Regions from separate parts of the Mus musculus genome. Here region 2 is linked to region 1. A link is a contact called in public promoter capture Hi-C data. All regions are on one chromosome and are shown on one strand. The core of a region is the stretch at or near the end of the contact, and the rest is flanking DNA. Distances in the headings are between cores, read along the strand shown. Region 1 overlaps Atg14 (autophagy related 14). Region 2 overlaps Peli2 (pellino 2).

Evidence for each region. Promoter capture Hi-C pulls out the DNA fragments that hold promoters and counts their contacts.
Region 2: a promoter capture Hi-C map of liver shows a contact between it and region 1, with 2.1 times the contacts expected there. The contact joins two enhancer-like sites. A contact is called at or near these places in 4 of 39 promoter capture datasets (hippocampal neurons, liver, pre-B cells and 1 more) and 4 of 115 datasets of contacts at active chromatin or transcription factors (embryonic stem cells, neural tube and stem cell-derived neural progenitor cells).

The regions. Positions count from the first base shown.
Region 1 is chr14:47,561,256-47,565,825 of GRCm38.p6, forward strand. All of the region lies in intron 1 of Atg14 (autophagy related 14), which reads right to left. Among named protein-coding and RNA genes, the nearest start is that of Atg14, 4.9 kb to the right of the region's middle. Within about 2 kb of position 1,471, at least 8 of the 459 cell types and tissues checked have an H3K27ac peak or open chromatin away from gene starts, as enhancers often do. A contact at or near this core is called in liver, where this site is marked.
Region 2 is chr14:48,149,746-48,154,768 of GRCm38.p6, forward strand. All of the region lies in intron 1 of Peli2 (pellino 2), which reads left to right. Among named protein-coding and RNA genes, the nearest start is that of Peli2, 31 kb to the left of the region's middle. Within about 2 kb of position 1,971, at least 16 of the 459 cell types and tissues checked have an H3K27ac peak or open chromatin away from gene starts, as enhancers often do. A contact at or near this core is called in liver, where this site is marked.

The DNA.
Region 1 (4,570 bases), core at 221-2,720:
CCTGGATCTCGGTATGTTGACCAGGTTGGCCTGGAATTTATTGAGATCCACCTGCCTCTGCCTTTCGAGCACTGCGATTACAGTTGTATGCACCAGTGCCTGGCTGAATATTTACAACTTGTAAAGTAGATTTATTTCCACTGGAAGCTTATAAAATAGCAAAGAAAGGCATATCACACCACTGCTAACTGTTTTTCTAGGTGTGTTGGTCTTCTGGCTATATATTTGAATTTAGTTTTTAGGTTAAAGTGGCAATTTAGAATAACTTACCTCTCTCTTAATTTAAAATTTGACATATTAAAAATTAAAAATCAGGGCTGACTCAATGGTTAAGCATTTATTCTTGCAGGACTCAGGTTTAATTCCAAGCACCCACATGGCAGCTCACAATCATATGTGATGAGTTCCAGGTGGTCCAAAGCCCTCTTCTAACCTACACACACCAGGAACACACATCAGAAACATATACATGTGGGTAAAATGCTCATATTCACAAAATACATAAGTCTAAAACATTTTTTAATTTTAAAAATGTGATGTTGTCATAAATAAATGGATTGTGTCATGTTTACATTTGCTTAGGCATATCAATCTCCCAAGCATTTATCGCATCTTTATGGTACAGATAATTGAAGTCTTTCATGACTTTTAAAAGCAACTATCTATAGTCATTCTACTTCACAGCAGGACTTGCAGCTCTTACCTGGCGATAACTGACCAAGCTTTCACTACTCTCCCTCCTCCTTGGCCCTGTAACCGACTGAGACCAACTCTTAGATCACACATGCAAGTAAGACTGTAGGTCCGTCTCTATCTCCACCCGGCTTCTTCCATTTCACACTGCAGTCTCTAGTTCTGACCATGCTGTTGAGAGTACTTGTTAATAGAATACGAAACTGTAAATGCCCCCTCTCAGTCACTTCAGTTCAAGCCTACAATTTCTGATAAACATGTATACCTATACACATAAGAAAAATAATTTTTAGAGAAAAGTCTTACAAACATATATTCTTTCCTGTTCAGCCAGTCATCTGACACCCCGGAAACCATTTCCACAGGACATAGACAACCAAAAAGATACTGGGGAAAAACAGAGGCATCTAAATGCACTTTTGCCATGCATTTCCCTTGAAACCTATGGTAACATCTAAACTTTTTCCTTATCCCTTAAACCCAGCTCAATTTCCATAGTCCTGTATTTCTGCTTCTGGGTAAAAGATACAAGCATGTATTTCTAAGTCATTGGTGAAGATTACATCCGTTCCTAAGAAACACTGAAGCCTCATCGTATCATATGGCCAGAAAATGGTCTTTCTCTCTCTCTATTGCACACTAGGAAAACCCTGGCTTCTAACACATCAGGCAGACCCCCAGCTGCCCAGATCAACTTTCCACTCCCAGTCATCTACCTACCATGAAGCAATCAACAAGTCTTTCCTGGATTTGAGGAAAGAGATTACACAACCTGACAGTTTTCTATTGTGTAACAGTGCTATTTTGAGAGTTAGGTAAAGAATAATCCAGAAGAATTGGGCTCCTGTTAAGACAGCATAAACATCCAGTAGTATGGGACACAGGGACTCTGCTGGAAGAACTGCTTCCCACCTCAGGGATGACAAGCAGAAACATGCTCCTCTCTGTTCCTATGAGGGGTGTGTGTGTGTGTGTGTGTGTGTGTTAAAGTTCAGATGGAAGAGAATAACCCCAGAATCCCAGCACTTGGCAGGCTGAGATGGGAGGATTACCCAAATTCAAGACTAGCCTGGGCTACATAGTGCCAGGTCATCCCCCAAAACCAAAACACAAAGTTCTTCTGAATAACCAACCTCATTATTGACACTGTCTACTTCATTATCTAGTTTTCCCCGAGCTGCCACCTCTTCAGCTAGTCTAGGTTAACCCAGGGTGCAATGGTGCTGTGAGGCTCCAGGCTTTATTTCCAGTCAGAGAGAGGTTTCCATGAAGTAAAAGTAAAAGGAGTTGAAAGGCAAGCAGACTGCAGAATTATTTATAAATGAGACAGTAGCACAAGCAACCTTTGCTCTCGAAGTTCAAGGGCTGCCAGAATCAGTTAAATGCTTGAGAGCAGGTGCCTTTCTCCTCAGCAATTTACTAGGGGAGTTGAGCCATGTACTGACATGCAACTGGAGCTCTAAAAAGTGGCTAGCTATCGGGCCTGAAGAGATTCTTTCATCCTATTAGACACTGGGTAATGCTCTGAAAACGAAAGAAGGCTGACAAATAGCTTCTGAAAGGGGAGGATGAGTGACCACTGTGGTGGTCCTCTAAGGTGCAAATGGCTGAGAGACTTACTTGTTCTTCACTTTTCTGCTTCGTTAGGAAAATAGATAAACTCTAAGAGCATCCCTCTCCAGAAAACTCATCTTAATACTCAGAGTTAGCCACAACTTTCTATGTAAGATTGTGCTTCCGAGTTTGCAATGCTGGGCGGTCAGAGGAAGGCTTTGCACATACATACCAGGTAAACACTCTACCATTAGGCACACTTACAGCACTGTTTGGAAAGGAGCACCTACCTCCTTGACCATGCTTATGAGCATGTCACTGTATCACTGTATCACTGAGCTGATGATGTGACAGAACAAGAAGCTGTGCCTTCAGGGAAAGACAATTTGGATGCTGGCATTTTACTCAAATAACATTACACACGTAGGAGGCATTATCCCACCGCAAAATGCACCAAGTGCCAAAGCAGCAATGATGGAGAGTCTTGCAGGGAAGATCAGAAGGGACATTTAACTTCAGGTGAGCATGCTGGATGTCCACCAAGAGATAATAACAAAAATGTACTGCATGTGCACGGTGGAATTTTATTTGGCCATAAATAAAATGAAATTATCAGGAAAATAGATGGAATGTAGTATTAAATGAGTTAACACTGGTTTCCAAAGACTAATACAACATATTCTCACTCATATACAGACCCTAGTTTCCCTCTCTATCTGTCTGTCTCTGTGTGTCTCTGTCTGTGTGTGTGTGTGAGAGAGAGAGAGAATTACTTCCGGCTCAGACCAGAAAACTGGAAAGGAGTTCACGGGTTGGGGGCAAAAGAAGCTTTAGGAAATGCAGTGGAGGGTGACAAAACTCATGATATGACCTATGATCGTGGAAGAATATTAATAACCGGAAGGTTCAAGTATAAGGGAGAAGGAATATGGGTAAGGGAGGAACAACCAAAAATAAGTAGGCAAGAGGTATAATATATTATAACTGCAGTCGAAAGCAAGAGAAGGGTGTAAGTAACAGGTTGACGTGATCTTGCCTACTTTTCTGAAGGTGAAAAATCAAGGGTGGTTATGTATGCACACTAGACAGGATTACATGTGACTACATAGACCTGGTGGTTGTGAGCCACCATGTGGCTGCTGGGAATTGAACTCAGGACCTCCGGAAGAGAAGTCAGTGCTCTTACTTGCTGAGCCATCTCTCCAGCCCCCAATCTAGGAATGAGGGATGGTAGACAGACTCAAGATATTCTCTGGGGTTGGACTGAATTAAACTGGCTGCTGCCTTGAGTTAGAGGGAAAAAGTAAAGTTCAAGAAAACTCTCAGACTTCTGGCTTTAGTAACCAGGGGACTGTAAATGATAACAGAAGGAGGCTCAGGGCTGGCCAGTGGTCTGTTCCTCACACCTTTTATACAGCAGGCAGGATGCAGAGGCAGATGGGAGGTTGAGGTCAGCCACGATTCGGAGAAATCCTGTCTAAAAAAACAACCAGAAAAGTGGTCTTAGGAGGACTAAAAGACTGAATTCTTGGGGGCTGGAGAGATGGCTCAGCAGGTAAGAGCACTGACTTCTCTTCCAAATGTCCTGAGTTCAAATCCCAGCAACCACATGGTGGCTCACAACCACCCATAATGAGATCTGACACTCTCTTCTGGGGTGTCTGAAGACAGCTACAATGTACTTATGTATAATAATAAATAAATCTTTAAAAAAAACTAAATTCTTTAGTCTGCTATATGAGGATACAATAGTTTACAAAATACTATCTTGCCCTCAGAGTCTACACCCGAGGGGATCAGACAATCAGTAAGTTATCACATGGTGATAAGACAATAAGGCACATAAGTAGGAATAAGAGCATTAAAGGGTCCAAAGAATCTTTAATATGTAAGCAGAGTTCTGAAGGAAACAGAAGCAGCCATGGTTACTACAAGAGTTCTTAGCTATCTGTAACTTCAAAGGCTCTGAGGCAGGGATGTTCTTGAACTGACAGGGAAGCCAGGAAACCATTTTCTCCCTTAATAAGGAAGAAAAATAACAAGAGATTAGGTCAAAGGAATTATATTTGGAACTTTGGCTCAAGATTGCAGCTTTTGCCAGGTGGTGATGGCACATGAAATTAGTCCCAGCACTCAGGAGGCAGAGGCAGAGGCAGAGGCAGAGGCAGAGGCAGAGGCAGAGGCAGAGGCGGGCGATCTCAGTGAGTTTCAGGCCTGCCTAGTTTCCAGAATAACATCCATGACAGTCTGGGCTACACAGAGGAACCCAGGCTTGAAGAATCAAGGCTGGGCGTGGTGGTACATGTCTCTGCAGGTCAATCTC
Region 2 (5,023 bases), core at 721-3,220, 590 kb after region 1:
AGGGGTCTGGGAGTGTAGATGCTTGTGAGAGATGAGGGTCCTGACTGTCTGGGGAAAACCTGGGCTCAAAGAGGAAGGTAGACTTCAACTCTCACTGTGCATTGTGTGCTCACTGACCCAGAGGGCTTCCTGAGAGCTTCCTTCTCCTCCTTAAGAGTCCGTGCGTGTTTTAGTTATCAATACAGTCCTGCCCAGAGCATATGGACTGACCCCTCCCTCACCCAAGTCCTCCATGATAGATTCTAAGCCATAGGATCCTTCCGTGAAGACAGACATTGAATCAGAGTTGTAACCACCTTGAAAAAAGTTAGAGCTGTGAATTTGGATGCCATTGTATGTGTGAACCTACTAGGTGATAAAACGTGAAGGCTGTGCTCTGCTTCACTTCCTCCTGATGTGAGCCCTGCTGAGTGGATTCTGTAAGCTGCAGGCCGCATTGCTCTCCCCGCCCAACTTCCTATGCCTAATTACTTACACATTATGTTTTTTTAAAAAAACCCAAAAAACAAAACAAAGCCTGTCCGAGGGAGTCTGCGGGTGCAGGAAGGCACACGGTGTGCACTTCCTCACCAAGTTGTTCGGTATTTGGTCTCATCGCTGTTTTCCTGGAGATTGGAGTCCTTGCACTTTCAGGGTCTCTTGACCACAGCTGTGAGGTCTTTGTTCGAATTGACTCTGTCTGGAAGCCTTGCTGCCTCAGGTCTTTGCCGGTCGTCTTCACTTTGCAGGTATCTGTGCGAATGTCTTTCTAAAACATTGTATACGTTATGGTTTTGTTTGGTCTAAGAACCCAGTTGTCTCTTTGAAAAGGTAGATATTTTCTGTCTTAGTCTTGTTATTACTGAAGGATATTTACTGTCTTACCCTCAGTATAGAACGTCCATTTCCCCCTTCCTCTTCCTTCTTTGGTGATGATGGAGAAATAACAGATCCTGCATCCCTATAAGCAATCACACTGACTCTATGTGAATGACTTAGTGGCCTTTGCAGAACTCTGTGGAATAGACAAGGAGACCTGAACAACACAGCCTTCTCTGGTTTGCCTGTTCCCTTCCTTCTCAAGGCAGGGGAAGAGTCGCTCAGTCCTCTATTCTGAGAAAGCTGATTTACACGTACTGATAAAAGGAGGAGGCCTCAAGACTTGGGATGGTTCTGCCTTTTACATCTCAAAACAAGAGCTTCAGTCAGCCTCATCCTATTTGAAGCTGGAGTTAACCAAAAGGAATGTAAAATGATTTGCAGGTTAGATAAGCATGGCCCTTTAGTCTTGAAGCATAACGCCTACCCCAAGCCATCAAGTGTCCCTGTCAACTCTGAGCATAGTTGCAGAGGTCATAGCATGTGGCCCCTGGCCAACCAATCCCTATGACTTTGTCTTGTCCCTTGTGACACTCCCCATGCACCCAATGGACTGGGCCTGTCCCCCTGGCTTGCTGCTCTGCTTCTTGGTCTCAGACACTCCAGCCCTGATATTTTATTAGTGCTTTGAGATCTGTTCAGGACAGCATTCTCCCTGTATGACATGTGAGTTTCTCACAGTCATGCTGCCTAAACATGCCCCATATTTTGGACATTACCACCCCTGCTAGATTCTCCTACTACCCATCCTGCTGTCCCATCTCTGCTACCTAATAGGGTAGCGGCATGTCTCAGAGTCACCCAGCATGTCTCAGTCTCTCTCCTCATCATGTTCTTTATGAAGAGTCAAGGAGTAAAGGCAGGTGAAGTGTGCTTAGGCAGCCAAGTACTTCTCTCTTGATCTAAGTAGAGAAGGTAGTTTTTTTTTTTTATTAAGAAAGTATCAGAAGGTATTGCAGAAGCTAATCCAGGCCCAAATGAGAGCCATCTGTTTTTAAGCAGAGAGACTGCAGGACACTTGAGTAATTTGGGGGAGTTCTGCAGATGTTTCCCTCTTGTGAAGCGGCTGGAAGTTTCACAGTCCAAGGCCCTGGAATCCTAGAGTCATCCAGAGACCCAGTTCCCTTGACTGTTGAGATCCCCAGGGAGTTGGTGTTGCCTAGCAGACCCTGTCCTGTCTGCATCCTCTGGGAGGAAGCCCTTAGAAGCTAGGCACACCACTCTCAGCCTTATCTCCTTGTTTCACAGTCACACAACTACATAGAGCACAGCCGGGTGCCTCAGCCAGGTGACCTGTCCTGTGTCTTGAGATTCCTTGGCAGTTACAGACACATAGTTAACTTTAGGTTTAGATTACACCCAAGCCTGCCTCAAAGAGATCTGCCTGCATCTGCTGCCCAGGTGCTGGGATTAAAGGGTCTTGTTTCCGGTTTAGATGTTTTCATTATTCTTTTGTCCATCACCCTAGCTTGTTACTAACATACCAAGGAAGTAAGTTATGAGAGAGTTCTATTTGTAACTGCATTTGTTTAAACATTAATTCTTTAAACTTTTTATATTTTACTTCTATTTACACATTCATGTGCCTACAAAGGGGACATTGTATCACCTGGAACCTGAGTCAGATATAGTTGGGAGACACCTGATGTGGGTGCTGGAAACCAAATGCCAGTTCTCTGACAGAGCTGCAAGTGCTCTTAACCACTGGGATATCAGTGCAGCCACTAATGTTAATTTTTTGTGAGGATGTATTTGAGAAAAGATTACTATAAAGTGTGTTTCACAGATTGAAACCCATTCCTAGTCACTGCCAATTTGAAAGTGCGTGCTAAAGGAAATGAGTGTAAGTGTTATGAAAGTCCAGAAATTACTTAGCTTCCCTGTGTGTCATAGACAGTGCATGTATGAACATGAGAAGGGCCTCAAAATGGTTTAGATACGCTGTGCTATTCTTCTGAGTCTATATTTAAGCTTCTCATCCTATGGGTTGATTTTATATCTGGGCTCTGTTTTAATTATAAATATAACACTGCTGTACTCTGGAAAGTAAAACAACCTAATTGAGCTATATAAATCATATATATAATATACATTCTCATTCTCTTTCTCTCTCTCTCCAACTTAAATAAGTTCAGTGTAGATACCCAAAAGAGAAGTCTATAAATAATAATTTAATCATACAATTCTAACAACCACTGTTAACATCTTATGTTTCTTTGCTTTTCTGTCCTGTGTATATTCAACATTTTTAGCATGAAAGAGGATATTACACACACACACACACACACACACACACACACACATTTTCTATTTAATTTTCATACGCCTGTTTCATTGCCATTAAGCATTTGGGATAAATATTTCATCATGTAAAATTGTACAAATTGATCCATTATTATTGAACATTTCTGTGATTTGCTGTTTTGAGTCATTACAAGTAATAACATAATTAGCAATGTTTGTGCATAAAACTTGGCTTTTATTTCAAAATTATGTTCCTTGGATGGAGCTCTCAAATTAGAATTTCTAGGTCAAAGTATGTGAGCATTTTAGAAGGGTGTTGCTGTGTGCTGCCGAGTTGTCTTGCAGAGGAATTACACCAATTGATACTTTCCCTAGAGGCTTATCAGGATTTAGTGGCCTTTGAACAGAGTTTGGTCATTTGATTGGCCAACACTGTATCTTAAAACGCCTAATAAGGTCAAATATTTTTAAATTCTCATCTACTTGTCACAGCTGCTTTGTGAGTTGTTTTTGCCCTTCTCTGTTGTATTTCTGTAACTGTGTTTTTATCTTTAAAGAAGAAATTAGCTATTAAAGGTACTGTGCTTTTTGTGTTGTGGCCAGTATTCCTCTAGATTTATCCAGTATAATTTTATAAGTTTCGATATATGGACACATCAAACTTTTATATATTAAGTGAAACAAATCCTTACTATTATGTTTATAAAAATATTTCTGGGGGCTGGTGAGATGGCTCGGTGGTTAAGAGCACTGACTATTCTTCCGAAGGTCCTGAGTTCAATTCCCAGCAACCACATGGTGGCTCACAACCATCTGTAATGAGACCTGATGCTCTCTTCTGGTGTGTCTGAAGACAGCTACAGTGTAGTTATGTATAATAATAAATAAATCTGGCTTGAAAAGAGAGAGAATATTCCTGACTCACAAATGAGATGAATAATCAAGTTTTTTCCCTTGAAACTTTATGCTCGTTCATATTTGCCTCATGAATGTTCTAATAAGTACTGTGTGGTGATGAAGTATTATTTTAGGCTCTTGAAAGCATTCTGGCACTCTGGTTTATCAGTGCCCGTTTGGCGTCTGCAGGATCTGTTTGGAAGTTGTTTGTAAGGTGAACTTTTGTGGGTAAATCATACTTTGTTAGTAACTTACATTGTAAATTTCCAAAGTGTGTCTCTAGGGGAAATGCATCAGCCCCGGGCAGAAAAATATTTTTGATGATAGAATATTTTTTCCCTCAAAAGGCAATAGAACATTTTCTTAATCACCAGTTGGAGTGTGTGTGTGTGTGTGTGTGTGTGTGTGTGTGTGTGTGTGTGTGTGTGTGTGGGTGGGTGGGGGGGAGGTGCAGAATCAAGCCGAGAGGTGGAGTTTGAGAATGTATTCTAGCCTTGGCATTTCAGGGAACCTGAGTGTGCTCAAAAGCCTGTCAGATTCTGGAAATCTGAAGAAGATACTTGAACTAGGACTCAGGACTTATCCACTGATTGGTCATGTGACCTTAATGACCCCCCTGCTAGAAAATGTGTGAGTGCTGGTGAGTAGACCTTGCACATGGCAGCCATCCTGTTCATGAGCCACTGGGCTGATACGTGGCATTAAAACTAGTTCTAATTTTCACTTAACTTTAAACTGAAACTTTGATAGCTTCTCATGGCTACTGTCTACTATATTAAACAGTGGAGATGTGAAGGGTGAAGCGTGAGATCATTTAGAGTTTGTGAGCTGTGGCTCTTCCTGTGACTGCAACTTCCTATCATTTCTCTGTGTTTCAAGCATTTGTGAATGGAGAGATCGAGGTGGGTGGATCTCGGATGCGCTTCAGTTCTTGAATAATTGATACCATCGTCCCTCCATTAAGCTTATGTGGTCATTTAAGTATAGTATGCTGTTTGCTAATTGACAGGGTAATGTGCGTATC